Linked DNA regions of Arachis hypogaea: region 1 is linked to region 2. A link is a contact called in public Hi-C data. All regions are on one chromosome and are shown on one strand. The core of a region is the stretch at or near the end of the contact, and the rest is flanking DNA. Distances in the headings are between cores, read along the strand shown.

Region 1 (7,429 bases), core at 4,067-6,566, 66 kb after region 2:
CTCGATGCAATGAGATATTTTATTTTAAGAACTAACCAACATTGGTTTCGCATTGATGAAAGACATGCAGGATCTTGTGGAGGTTGTATCTATTCTTCTCAAGGCTTATGACCTGAGCATAAGAGAACGAAAAATGATGTATAATTTAGGACCAAATCAATCTATCAAATTTAATTATAAAGAAAGAAAAACTATGTTATTATTATTAGGGTAAAAAGCCTAAATAAGCCAAGGAGAGAATAAATTTACATGATTAAGCCAAATCGAATTTAGCTTTATCAATTAACCAAAACACAATAATATGTAGTTCGAATCAGCTAAGTTCGAACTCTATTTCTATATAATTTGAATCATGCTGATTCGAATTGTGAGGAGTCACCCAAAACATGTAATTTGAATTCACCTTGTTCGAATTACACAGTAACAGTAATTCGAACCAGGCTTATTCGATTTACTCCTCAATTCCAATTCCTATGTAATTCGAAAGAGGCTGATTCGAATTACACATTGTACAATTCGAATTAGACTAGTTCGAATTAGTGAAGACCAGACATGTATATATATGGTGTGAACGTGAGTTGCTCTCATTAGAGGGGGAAAATGGCTAGTGAGGAGAGTTTTGTAGCGTTGGTTCACCACAGAAGTTCGATTAAGAGAAAAACTCGTTCCGGTGTGAAGTTCACTGATAAGGATCTTCTCAGTATTTTTGTGAGGCCTACGACGAGCTATGATGACCTTGTTAACTCTGTACTGGTGAAACTTGGTCTGGAAGGTGTGAAACGGGTTAAGAAGTTTTTCTATCTCATTCCAATCACGGTGCTCCAAGAAACTATGAAGTATGATTGTTTCACGATCGGGAGTGATGAGGACTTACAGGTCATGTTTCACTGTCGCCGGCAGTTTCCCGAAGTGAGGACACCAGAGCTGTTGGCAAAGTTGGTTGATGTGGTATCCAGCTCGGGGGGTTCGAACCGGAATACCCCCACCTTAGGGACGGTAGCCGGTTCTAGCTCCAGACCTGCCGTTGTTTCTTCCTCCGTCCCTGTGTACGAGCCACCCGTCCAGCCTGTCGCCTCCCCTTCGTTCGCTGTTGATCTCAACGGCAGCGTAGGCGACGAGGTTGGAACCGGAAAATTTCTGTCGACCTCTTTACAGTGTGTTGCACCGGCTGGGGCTGGAGATGGATTGTTGGATGATCCAGAGGACGATGATGTGGAGCCGGATATGATTGCTGATGACAGTGGCGATGATATTGGAGCGAGTGAGCCTGCAGGGGCGGGAGGTAGTTCTAGCTCTGGCACACAGTAGTACCCTCCACATGTTATAGCTAATTAAAAGTGTGACAAAATTGTATTACATTACAAGCGTACATGGAATTAATTAATTTAACTTGAAATAGAAGAGTCCGAGAATGGTACCTCGAGACCAACGGCCAGCTGCACGTATCATACCCAGCAGGCCTAAACCTAGGAAAGCGCCAAAAGATCCAAGACTGAAGTATCTGTAATGGGCCAGCTAACTTCACCACGTGTCTGTTGGACAGTCGACACATGCACCGGTACAGCCATGCTAGTGCTGCAGATCCCCAGCTATAGGCACCCATCTCCTCAAGCCTAGCCACGTAGGGTAGCCATCTGATGTGAATACGGTTGCTGGACTTGTCGGCAAACAGCTGAGTGCCCAACAACATCATGATATAGACACGAGCAAAGCGCCGCACAGTCTCCTCATCAGCTCTCGCGGGGCACTCTCCAAAAGTCTCCTGGAACCAGGTGTAGTTTACTGCGAACTTCTGAACCTGACTCGGAGGAGGAATCACTCCAAGCAACTCCTGGAACCATACCCAAGCTGGACGGCCACCTTGGATGTATATCTGGAAATCTGTAAGGCAACCACTGACATAGCGCTCGTCCACTGGCAACCCCAACTAGTACGCCACGTCCTGAAGTGTGATCGTGCACTCTCCAAACGGCATGTGGAAGGTGTGCGTCTCCGGACGCCACCGCTCGACGAAGGCACTGACAAGGGGCTCATCTAACTGGAACCATCTATCATTCAGCCTCGCAAGATGGTATAATCCGGGCATCTGCAAGTACGGAACATACCGTTCATCGAGTCGCATGCCCTACTGCCGCCGCATGCTCGAGATGCATCGCTGGGGCTGCGCATTACATGGACCGCATTATTAGAACCACTTAGAAAACCACTAACAAAAATAACTAGCACCAGAAACCACTTATGAAAACCACTAACAGAATCTACATGCAAAACCAATATAATAAACCACTAGCAAAATCACATGCTTAAACCGCTAACATAAACCACATACAAATCCACTTATGAAAACCACATGCAAAACCAATATCATAAACCGCATACAAAACCACATAATAAACCACTTCCAATATCACCAAAATAAACCGCCAAAATAAATCATCAACAAAACCGCATACAAACCACTAACAAAAACCACTAATAAAAACCACTAACATAAACTGCTAACAAAACCACATGCTTAAACCGCTAACATAAACCACATATAAATCCACTTACGAAAACCACATGCAAAACCGCTATCATAACCACATACAAAACCACATAATAGACCACTTCCAATACCACCAAAATAAACCGCCAGAATAAACCATCAACAAAACCGCATACAAAATCACTAACAAAAACCACTAATAAAAACCACTAACATAAACCGCCAACAAAACCACATGCAAAATCTCTAAAATAAACCACTTGCAATACCACTAGGATAAACCACTAAAATAAACCGCCACTAAAACCACATGCAAAACCACTAACTCAGATAAACCACTGGCACAAAGTTTTCTATCTACTAACCTCGTCGTTGATGACCCCGGCTATATGAGCAACTCCGTCCAACCGATATAGCCTTTTCGGATCGTCCCCCATCAGCTGAGTATTCTGCTCGAGTATTTGTCGGATCGAATATGGGTCATTTTCTCTGGAATTTGGTGGGGTTTGAGGATGGAAAAGTGATTCGAATGAGGGGAATTCGAACTCCTTATATAGCCGAATCCAGTGTAATTCGAATAAGCCCCATTCGAATTACTATTTGAGGCAAATTGTGAGTAATTCGAACCAACCTAGTTCGAATTATACTTCTTTGTAATTCGAATCATGTAGATTCGAATTAGCTTGGGCTCGTGTTCCTTTATAATTCGAGTTATATTGATTCGAATTATGTGTTAATGTAATTCGAACCCAGCTGTTTCGAATTACATAGTAATCTGGTTTGGCTGATTCATGAAGCTATTTTCAGTTTGGCTGATTCGTGTAATTTGTTTCTTCCCTTGGCTTAATTGTATCTTTTACCCTAAAGTTAAGATCTCAACCATGACATATGTTAGAAAAGGTGGATGGGGTTGGCCAGAAACCTTAGAGAATACATGTTATTTTCTAAAAATTGAATTTAAGATAGAATAAACTATTATTTTTATCCATAAAAATTGAAAATGCTAACATATCTATTCATAAAAGAAGGTAATTACCATTTGTAGTTTTGTACTCATGAAACATAAATTTTTGCTAACAAACTTATCCAAATCCAAAAAAATTATTTAAAATTCCTAAATTATCCTTTAATATAATCCATCTCTAACTTCTCCTCTTACTCCACACAACCACTTTTCCAATTCCAAACCTTACTACCACTGAAACTCTTCCTCATCACCACCCTAACTACCACCATCACTCAAAATACCTCCGTGCCTCCGACGAACGTTCCAGAAACAACGACACCAACCTGCCGCCTCTAGTCTTCCCTCGCTCTGTATCTCCCTACGTTTCTTGTCAAATTATTTCAACCAAATACAGAACAAGTACAAACTTCAACCATGTCTTGTTGTAACTCCAAGAAAAGAAAGAGACATACTTGGATTTAGGGTAAAGTCCTTCCATTGAAGGGGTAGCAGATATGACAGTCATAGGATATAGATCCCAATCCATTTCCACATTTGGGAACAAACCTAATAACTTCGAATACGCATCACACTTCTCCGCCACCCCAACCAACCAAACCTTCCCTCTACTTCTACCACCACCACCACCACCGAGTCAAGATTGCAGAGGAAGATAGGGGCGGGTAGCATGTTCTTGAGAAGATTCTAGAAGAAGGCGGAGGGTTAGGAGGCTGAAGATTGAAAGAACGAAGTGTTTGAGCTCAACTTTCAGAAACGAGGTCGTTCCTTGATTGAACTGAGGGTTTTGGTAATTGTGGATTTGCATCAAGTGGAAGGTATCCGGGTGGTGCCGTTAGTTCTCCTGGAAGCGTTTTATGGTTGCCATGAGGGAGTTCGACACCGGAGGTCCGTCGTCGTCAGTAGTGGAGGAGGTCGATGAGGATTTGGAGGAGGGGAGGCGATCGAGGGACACGCCGACGGAGAGTTCTAGGGCGCGCAGCTGGAGGCGCGGGGAGACAGTTACTGCTGCGGCTACGGCAGTGACGGCAGTGCGCGATTGGGTGATTACGTCGCGGAGGGAGGAGGAAAGGAGGGCCAAGAGAGCGGAGACTGCGTGGAGGGAAGTCGTCTGGGAAGCTTGCGGATTTTGGATGGCGGCAGTGATGGTGGTAGTTGGGGATGAGAGTGGTGGTGAAGAAGAGTTTGGGTGGTGGTGGGATTTGAGATTAGAAAAGTGGTGATGAAGATAAGGGTAATTTAAGGATTTTAGATGATCTTTTAGTGTTTAGATAATTTTGTTGTTCGGAACCCATATTTTATGGGTACAAATAGTAATTTCCTTCTTTTATAAGTAGATATGTCAACGTTTTTAACTTTCATGGATAGAAATGGTAGTTCACTCTTCAAGATATGACGCTTAACTGATCGGAGCAACAACTACTTGTATTAAATTATTTTGAAAACATGATGGTGCATACTATGGTAAAGAGAAGAAATAGTAAAGAGATAAAAAAAATTAATAAATTATTAATACTTATTTAAAAAAATGTGTCATTTTATTTTTATTAATTTTTTAAAATAAATTATACATTTCTTTTCATTTTCTCCACACACAACTTTTTTATTATAGGATTGTCCTATTATGATTACAAACTCTTCACACCTCAATGGTTTTCTGATTTTTTTTTTTTTAAGTTTTTTCTTGGACAAGTTTTCGTTTCTTTCTGCTTTCCTTGGGTGAATCGGGGCCTAAGACCAAATCGTTTTCGAATTCTACAACTCGCCCAAAGTAAATACCAAAAAGAAAAAGTAGCCCAAAGTGATATTATAATTTAGGTCCAATATACTGAAGACTCAACTCTATATAAGTTGGTCCTCTAATGAAAACTAAAAGGTTGGAAATGTGAAATATCTAGTACTAGATTGTACGTAAGTCCAAAATATGAGCCCATTCAAATGCACCAAAATAATGACAAAAAATCCAAAAAAATAAACCAACTTGAATTGGCCGTCACTTCACTCGTCTTCTTAAATAATTGTTTGGAGTTGGAATTCCGCTAGGAGCAACCAAAGAAAAATTCAAAGAAAAAAAAATTAAAAATTAAAAATAAGAGACGACAAAAAAGATAAAAATAATTATGTAATTAAATGACTTATTATTAGTCACTTTATTATTATTTACCAGTTTAATTTAAAAAAAAAATTGAAGGAACTAGGAGGATACGCTCAAGTAGATTGGTATTCTTTTCACTTTTGATTCGGGTCATAAAACTGCGTTATTCATTATTTCATATAATTGGGATAATTCTCATTTTCACTATGTTTGATTGGAGAAAAAATAGTAAAAAATAAATAAATAAAAATAAAATAAATAAAAAATAATATTTTTTTATTTGGTTATCAAAGAAAATAAGAAAGAAATTTTTTTTTGTGTAAGTCTTACTAAAAAAATTTTTTTCCATCACAAAAAAAAAAAAAAAGAAAAAAATGCTATATTTTTTTGTAACTATCCTTAATTATATTATTATTAATATAAATTTAGTTTTAATATTATATTATAATAAAAATTTATATTTAAACATTATATGTATTAGATAAATAATTTAAATCAAATATATGAAATTATAATATTTTATAATAATTATAAAATCTAATAAAACATAGATAAATAAAAATATTTATACTTTATTTTATAATAAGAGTATTAATGTAATTTTATACTATTATGATTTTTTTCTCATTTTCTTTTTCTATCCAAATAAAATTTTTTTTCTATTTTCTTTTCATCTATTTTCTATTCATCTAAGCAACATATAAATAACCCTACTTTTTCTTCTATTTTCTTTCTTCTTATTTTCTTTTTTTTTTTATTTTTTTTCCTTTCATTTTCTTTCCTACATTCAAATAAAGTGTTCATGTCACAGTTCCTAATCTTTTTAAGAATATCTATTATCAATCAATAAACTGTAACGACTAATTTTTTCAATAGAGATGATCATAGGGGTGATAAATAGACATATTCCATAAGATCTTCATTTTTCAACATGTTTTTACCCCCATCTTCTTTGATTTTAACGCGCTCTTTTCCTTTTCAAAATTCAGTAAAATTAAACTGTAATACTAATAATGTCGGTGATGCTATTGACTTTAGTTATATCTTACGTAATTTCAATGGAGATTGGTTACATGGCTGTGCTGGTTTTCTTCCCCGAGCACCCATTTTTCGAAGTAAATTTTTCGCGATTTGACGGGATTTAATTCTTATTTGAAAAGCGAAATGTAGAAATATCACAAGTGAAATAGATTGCTTGGATGCTTATATCTTTGTTAATTAGGTGAAGTTGATTCAAACGGATGCTAATTGTGTTATAAATGCTCTAGCTAAGTTTGCAGCAACTAGTACTGAATGAGCCTTGAGGTCTTTTCTAGTTTTCTATAACTCAAAAATATTTTAAATAACAAATTTAATTGAGTGTATCACAAATTTTTTTTTTTTGGTGAATATGAAGAATCAAGGCTCAAGGAAGAAACAAAACTTAAAATACTCCAAGGGGAGGAAACATTAAGGGTCCTCTCAAATCATTCTCTATTCAGTTCATTAGAAGAAATGGTAGCTAATCTAAAAAGCTGAAGCTATATTTGTTAGAAAAATTATATTATGTTGTGCTAGTCAGTCCGCACAGCTGTTACACTCCCTCCAGACATGCTGGAATTTTAAACTCCAGGGTCTATTCTTCAAATTCTATATGCTAAAAAGCATGGAGTTATATGTTGGTCACTCCTGTTAATTTCTCTCTAATTCTATAATTGCTTCGGCGGAATTTGTTTCCACGATGACCCTTCACATTCCAATATTCTAGGTCATTAAAAATTCATGAAAGACTCTCCAAAACTCAGCTTGTACTACCTAGCAGTCTCCCAGTTTCACTACAAAACCTCATATGATCCTATCCATTCTCCTTCACTTGTCCTTAACAGACCCCCGCAGCCCATTA
Region 2 (6,674 bases), core at 4,045-6,544:
CACTTTTCCATGCTTCAATTCCAACCTGAACATAGAACACAAGGTAAAAATGTTATAAACTCTGAAATCATTATGTACAGAAAATCAAACAAATTTTGCAGAATTAAGTAATCTAATGTTTGATATTGTTATGAAATCCCTTTCATTAAAATTTACTAGACTTTTAACAAAGAGATTAACAACGAAACAGAAGGAGATGATCCATTCGGTATTAACAGAAAAACATGTGGCATTTCATAAACACCTCAGTTTCAAACTTAGAGAAGTTTTATTTGATGTCAATTCCCTCCTAATAATTCCAACATAAAGCCTAAAAGTACATAAAAGAATGAAGATGAGAAGGGAATTACCATTCCTGGATCATCAGTTAACGCATCCAAGACATTCTCAGAGCCTTTCATGCTTGCTGCGACATGAAGTGGAGTTAACCCTGCCGGCCCAACATTATCAGGTCTAAATAAGAATTTGGTTGCCCCAGCTGAACTTTTCGTGGGTACAAATTTTAACAATAGTTCCACCATAGGCCTTGAATTTCTCTTCACAGCTTTGTGTAGAAGACCCATGTCCAATAACGCGAGCTCGATGGAGGTATGATCTCCTACATCAACACCATCCTCAAATATAATGTCCAAGAGTTTTTTCACCACTGCACACCAATCATGGTCCATGGAGAAATCAACAAGCCACACGAACCGATTGAAATGAAAGGGATCCTGACTAGGCGCCAGGGTACCTAGCCTAACATTCAAACGACTTCTATGAAGAAGCCAACCCATTTCTTGTAAGAATTCCAGAGCTCGAGTCTTTTCTTCTATTTGTTTGCTCTTTAACAATATGTCATCAGTGGCATCTGCCGCCTCAATCACATTCTCCAGCTTGCAGATCTCTGTACAAATTTCTTGCTCTGCGACTATAAATGGAAAGGAACAGCTGCTAAGACCATGATCTTCCACCTGAAAGCAAATATTATAAAAGTCAGTCAAAAAAATATGGCTTCAAAAAGTCAGCAAAATTAGGAGAAAGCATACGTGGTATAAATTTATGATTACTTATAAAGCCTAAAACTATACAATTGTGAGGCCAACTAAAGTTTACAAAATCCTATGGTAGCTATCAAAATCTACTTAGAAGCAAGCTATAGAGATTTGTGACTTTCTGTTAGTTTCTGGAAGTTAACAGGATACAACATAAATAATAAACAGGCAAAGCATATATTCATTCTGCTATTCTAGTGGAAAAGAAAAGAAACAGCGAAAGAAAAAGAATTGAGAGTGCAAGTATATGATACAACCTCAAGAAACCCCCTGCCAGTTACATTTGGTATTTGACAAGAGAAGCTGAGATGTTGGATAGCTGCATCGGATACATCGGCTACATCAATCAAATCATGAGAACTATCATGTACCAGATACTTCCCTTCAAAAGCACAAAGCATCCTAAAATTGTGAAAAAAAAAATCAAAACTTAGATCTTCCCCACATCCAAACTTTTAGAGAGAAACATGGACCAAGAACATTTATGTTTTTGCATTTTTCAAATGCTAGTCTGTAGCTACAACCTTTCAAGTAAGAAAATTTGATATCATCATATATAAAGATTTTACCTTGTGCTGGATCTGAAAAGGTTGAACCCTTTCACAGTAAACTTAGCATTTGCATTTTTAGGAACAGCAAGTGGTTTAATGCATGAAATCCTACAATTCTGTGGGCTTCTAAGATGCAAGGGAGCGTCTAAGACAACTTGGCCTGCAGGATGGATACACAAAAATAAAACAAAATAAAGTAAAAACAAAAAAACCAAAATAGAAGTTCTTGCTGGTATTTTAATATCACAATCACACGAGGGACATGCACACATAACGCACACTCAGATGGAGAACATACCGTTATACAAAAACGCTACAGATTGTTGCACCCTTGTATATACCCAACCTGTTGTCCAGAAAGAATCATTTGAAGCAAGCTTGCTCAAGCTGGATCCGAGGTTACAGGAGAGCTGCAATATTGAAATAGTAATAAGCACGTCTAGATTTTTCTCCTTTTTTTTTTTCCTTTTCCTTTCAAATGGTATCATCCAGCAACCAACATTTGTGGTTTATAACAAACAATACCTCCTCCCATGCGGATTTCTCGAGGCGGAGATATATTGTTAACACGATACAGCCTGGCCTTATATAGCTCTCAATCTCGGTAGGACTGTGTGATAACCAATTGAGGATCTTGAAAACAAAAAGGATGCCATAAATTAAACACAGCATGAAGAAGCAGTGCAGTGCAATTGTTTGTAGCAATTTTATGAACAGAAAGTACCTGTGATCGGAGAACATGGGGAAAATCACTTGGATCCTTGCCAAAGAGTTTGAAAACTATTCGATCTGTGCGAGACTGTAAGAGGTAAAAAAAATGTCAATAAGTATAAATCCTATCATATTAAAACTATCAAAACTGGAGTTAAACATCAAGAATAAGTAGATGAACTTAAAATATAGACCTAAAGAACATACCTGAGCTTCTCCACTAGAACTAGATGGTGACTGGGTGGAGGTTGAATCTGAGTTTATACTTGTCTGTGGTGGACTTGATTTGAGAGAGTTACATTGCAACCACAAAGGATGATCAAGAGACCTAACCTCTCCCATGGGAGCAGAAGACTTCTTAGGATTCTCGGCACAATCCTGTGTATCATCATATACATTATTCAGGTCGATGTTATTTAAGTGATCCCTTCCAACACTAGTATCTGCTGCAATTAACTGGGATGGTTGGCTATCCCTCGATAGAAGTATATTTGAGGAGGGCTGGATTCCCGAAGGTTTCAAATTTGCCGCTGCACCATGACCTAAAGGTAGGCATTTTTCTGTGACAGCATTCGAAGGTGCTGCCTCACACTGTACCATAGACCTTGGAGGATCCTGCCGGATGGCACCGTTACCCGTCTTGATGGAAGAACCAGAAGGCCTTGAGGCTTCAGGACCATTAGAATTAAGATTTGGCACATTGTGCGCAGCTTCAGGTGTCCTAGAATTTACCAAACCTTGAGATCCCTCCAGCAAAGAGGCTACACTTCTTTCATTAAGTGTACCCGCCAGATTTGCCAGGTTCCCCAGTAGATGAGAGAGAATATCCTGGTTCCTCGTATTATCTGACCCGTTTGCTGCAATTTATAGAAAGCACAATCTGTGGGGTCAAATAAATATGGTAATGGTCACATCAGAATGTGGGAAGAAGAGGCATAAATATGAAGTTTCAACAGCAGAGACATATCATATTAGAACCTAAAAAAACAAGCAATTTCATTCTTTTTCAAGAAATGTTTCAGCAGAATGAAGCCTCGGGCTTTCTAGCTTTGCAATAGGAGTATGCCCAAAGTCAGAAGGAGGCACGGGCAAGTAAATAACAAGAACTATGGCACTCTTAGAAACGACAATCAAAAGAGAATCACTATCATACATTTTGATCAGATACTTGCATGTTGCAAATCATTTCAATCTGGTTCAGATGAGATGTCTAAGACCAAGTGACTAGCTCCCCTTGCCCACACAATTTTCCTACATTCTAAACTATCTTCCCTTCACTATGCAATCAAGCCATACATCTTAACCCTGGATGTTATCTATCTATAGTAGCAACCACCTCAAATACGGGTACTGTTTATAAGATTTTAGTACTTTACCGGTACACTCAAGCAATACAGGTAACTAGCTTGATCATAACTTGATCCAGTTTCACAGCACACTAACCAAACAACTAAATACAAAGGCATTCCAAGCAGAAAAAACTTTTGATGACACAAATACTCACAATGCATATTGGACAGTATCCGTAACAAACTCATCAACAGATAGCTACTACCCCTTTCACCATTCAGAGAACCTCCATTAACTCCAGCTGCATCAGGATGCGTTTTCCTCCTCCTCCTATTGTGGCCTGCCAGACGCCTACGACAACTCCGCTTCCCTTCATCAAACTCCTCAAGTGCATGAAACCTGCCATGAATTTAGCAAGTTGGCATCCAACTTCAGTACTAAAGTAAATGCCCTGGAAAATTTTCCCTTTTTTTCAATCAAAATAAGTTCTTTTGAACAACTTCCACTTAGTAGTAATCAGCTAAAGTTCTTAAAAAACTTGATACAGCACAGACACCTGACTACTCATATTATTTTGATGATCATGTAACAAATCTGAAATCTGAATCTGAAGAATTGATCAATTTTTTTCAACCAAACTAACCTGCTACACTGTTGACAAAACCGCTGCATAACATTTCCCACAAGGGCCTTGGTAGCTTTAGAATGCACATCACAAACTTTATGTCGACGGTGGTAATCCTTTGCACCACTAAGATCAACCCTACAATCTTGTACCTGACAAACTGCACGGTTAGAAGTTGTAGCAGCTGTCTCTACTACCTTTGTCTTCTTCCCACTTTTCTCATCCCCTTCCACCATGATTGGGTAAACCTGAGCTCCAAGATTCAAATTAAGAGAACTACCACCACCACCACCACCACCTCCTCCTTCATCATTCAGCTCCTCCCTTTCTTCGCCTTCACCTATTACAACAGCTCTTCTCTTCTTCTCCAACTCTCTCTTCCCTTCTTCACCAGGGTTGATTGAAGAAGAGATACTGTTAGATGCATTAATAGCATTATTATTTGCATGAATCTCAGGATTTGGTGGGAAAAATTGGCGGCTTCTACAATCTGATGGAACCGAATTGAGTTGTTGAGCAGTGAAGAGATCACCGTCCCATCTCCAATCATTCAAATCCCACTCCAAACTCCTCTTCCCAACACCTTTCATTTCTGGAACCACAGCTCCATATAAAAACTGATTCTTTCCCCCAAATCTGGCTTCCATAAATCAAAATCCAAGAAAATTAACAATACCCAGCTCAATAATTGATGCAACAAAGGGCCACAGACAAACAAAAATTCCCAATTCCAGCACCCACCTGCGGAAACCACATCAGGAAAGAACAAAATACAAAAGGGTCACAACCTAGAACATCAAAATTGGAACTTGTTTGAGCATTTTGACTCAAGCATGAAAATTTTTTACATGGGAGAAGAAAAGAGGAGAGAGAAAAGGGTGAGAAAGAAGGAAGATGGAAGTGCTGGGCTTAAAAAAGGGACAAGGATGGAAAATTAGGAGAAGATTAGGAAAGAGTCTGATATGCGTTATTGCGATTATCAAATTGAGGTTTCTGTTTCTGTTGTGCTGTGATGACTGCTCTCAGACACGGACAGTTACTGTAGCACACTATAACCCTTTTTTCCCTTTTTTTTTTTCTCCCTAATTTCTTGTAGTCAATTGTTTTTTTAATGCTTGACTAAACTATTAAAATGATATCTGAAATGACAAAAAAAATTTTAAAAGACGGTAACAATAAATAAACCTCTGCAAATTTTAGAAATATGATAAAATATATATATATATATATATATATATATATATATATTAAATATTAAATATATATTCTAAAAAATAATTTTAGAAATTAATTTTAATATAAATTTTTACAATCATAATTAAAAAATAAGATTTTTTATTCTTAAATTTTAATATTTTTTGTCAAATGAATTTTTTTTAAAAAAGAATTTATTGTGAATAATTATATTTTCTTGAGAAAAAAAAAAGAAAAAATCTAAATATCAAATTTTGTTTTAAATTATTTTTGTGTACTTTCTAAATATTTATTCAAATATTGCCATAAAAATTTAGACTTAATGAATAAGTCATTTGTTAAATATAAAAGTTTTTATCATATTTTTAAAAATTATAATATTTATTAGTTTTTTTTGTCATATTTTCAAATCATTTAGAAATTGTTTTGTTGATAAGTCGATAGCATCTTTCATAAACCTTTTTGTCAGTGATGAAATCTTTCGAATACTGAATTAATAGTTAACCTTTCATGCTTTTCCAAATATTACAAAATATATTATTATACAATATTATATAATAAATCTATTATGTAGTTTTTATTTTATTTTTTTTATATTTTATTTTACCCATTTTTAATTAGTAAAATATTTTTATGATATTTTTAAGATAAAATATATTTTTTATTTTTAAAATTTATCAAAAATTTAAAAAATATTACTAAATTTTATTGTTTCAAATTTGTTCTAAAAAATTTTTATTTACATCAATTGTATTACCTGAAACTAAATTTTCAAAAAATTTAAGACTAAGTAATAATGTTTGACCATTAAAGTTATTTTTGTAAAATTGTTAGTAAATTAGTCTTAATTTTTTTGAAAAATTAGCTACTAAAAATATATTTGATGCAAATAAAAAATTTTAAAAATAAAATTAAAATAAAATAAAATTAAAAATTTTTTTAAAAATTTTTGGTATACTTCAAAAATAAAAAATATATTTTATTCTATTTTTTTTACCAATTTTATTGACTTATTTTTTAATGTCTAATTCATCAAACACCTCGAAATGAAGTTTTAAATTTAATGTATGCAGTTTTAAATTTTATTTTGTATAAAAAATGATTGAAGAAATGAGGTTGTTTTTACTTAAGAGAGACAATTTTATTTTAGAGAGAACTAATTAAATTTTATTATTTTGTATAAATTTTAAAAGAAATTGAAATTAAATATTAAAATAATAAATATCGTATTTAGTCTCAAATTATTATTTATGATATATAATTTTATAA

The links. A called contact is a pair of places that touch in the nucleus more often than the background predicts.
Region 1: a contact with region 2 is called in a Hi-C map of an unstated tissue, with 4 times the contacts expected there. The contact joins the enhancer-like site here to the promoter of LOC112722687 in region 2. A contact is called at or near these places in 4 of 8 Hi-C or Micro-C datasets (leaf and an unstated tissue).

Annotation. Positions count from the first base shown.
Region 1 is chr11:133,400,680-133,408,108 of arahy.Tifrunner.gnm2.J5K5, forward strand. No RefSeq gene overlaps it. Among protein-coding and RNA genes, the nearest start is that of LOC112721838, 16 kb to the right of the region's middle. Within about 2 kb of position 5,317, at least 3 of the 3 cell types and tissues checked have open chromatin away from gene starts, as enhancers often do.
Region 2 is chr11:133,334,968-133,341,641 of arahy.Tifrunner.gnm2.J5K5, forward strand. LOC112722687 (squamosa promoter-binding-like protein 1) reads right to left here and starts at 5,295. Exons shown (of 10, transcript XM_025773800.3): 1 at 4,230-5,295; 2 at 3,801-3,985; 3 at 2,504-3,153; 4 at 2,310-2,384; 5 at 2,111-2,218; 6 at 1,884-1,995; 7 at 1,604-1,745; 8 at 1,292-1,436; 9 at 351-953; 10 at 1-25. The coding sequence starts at 4,858.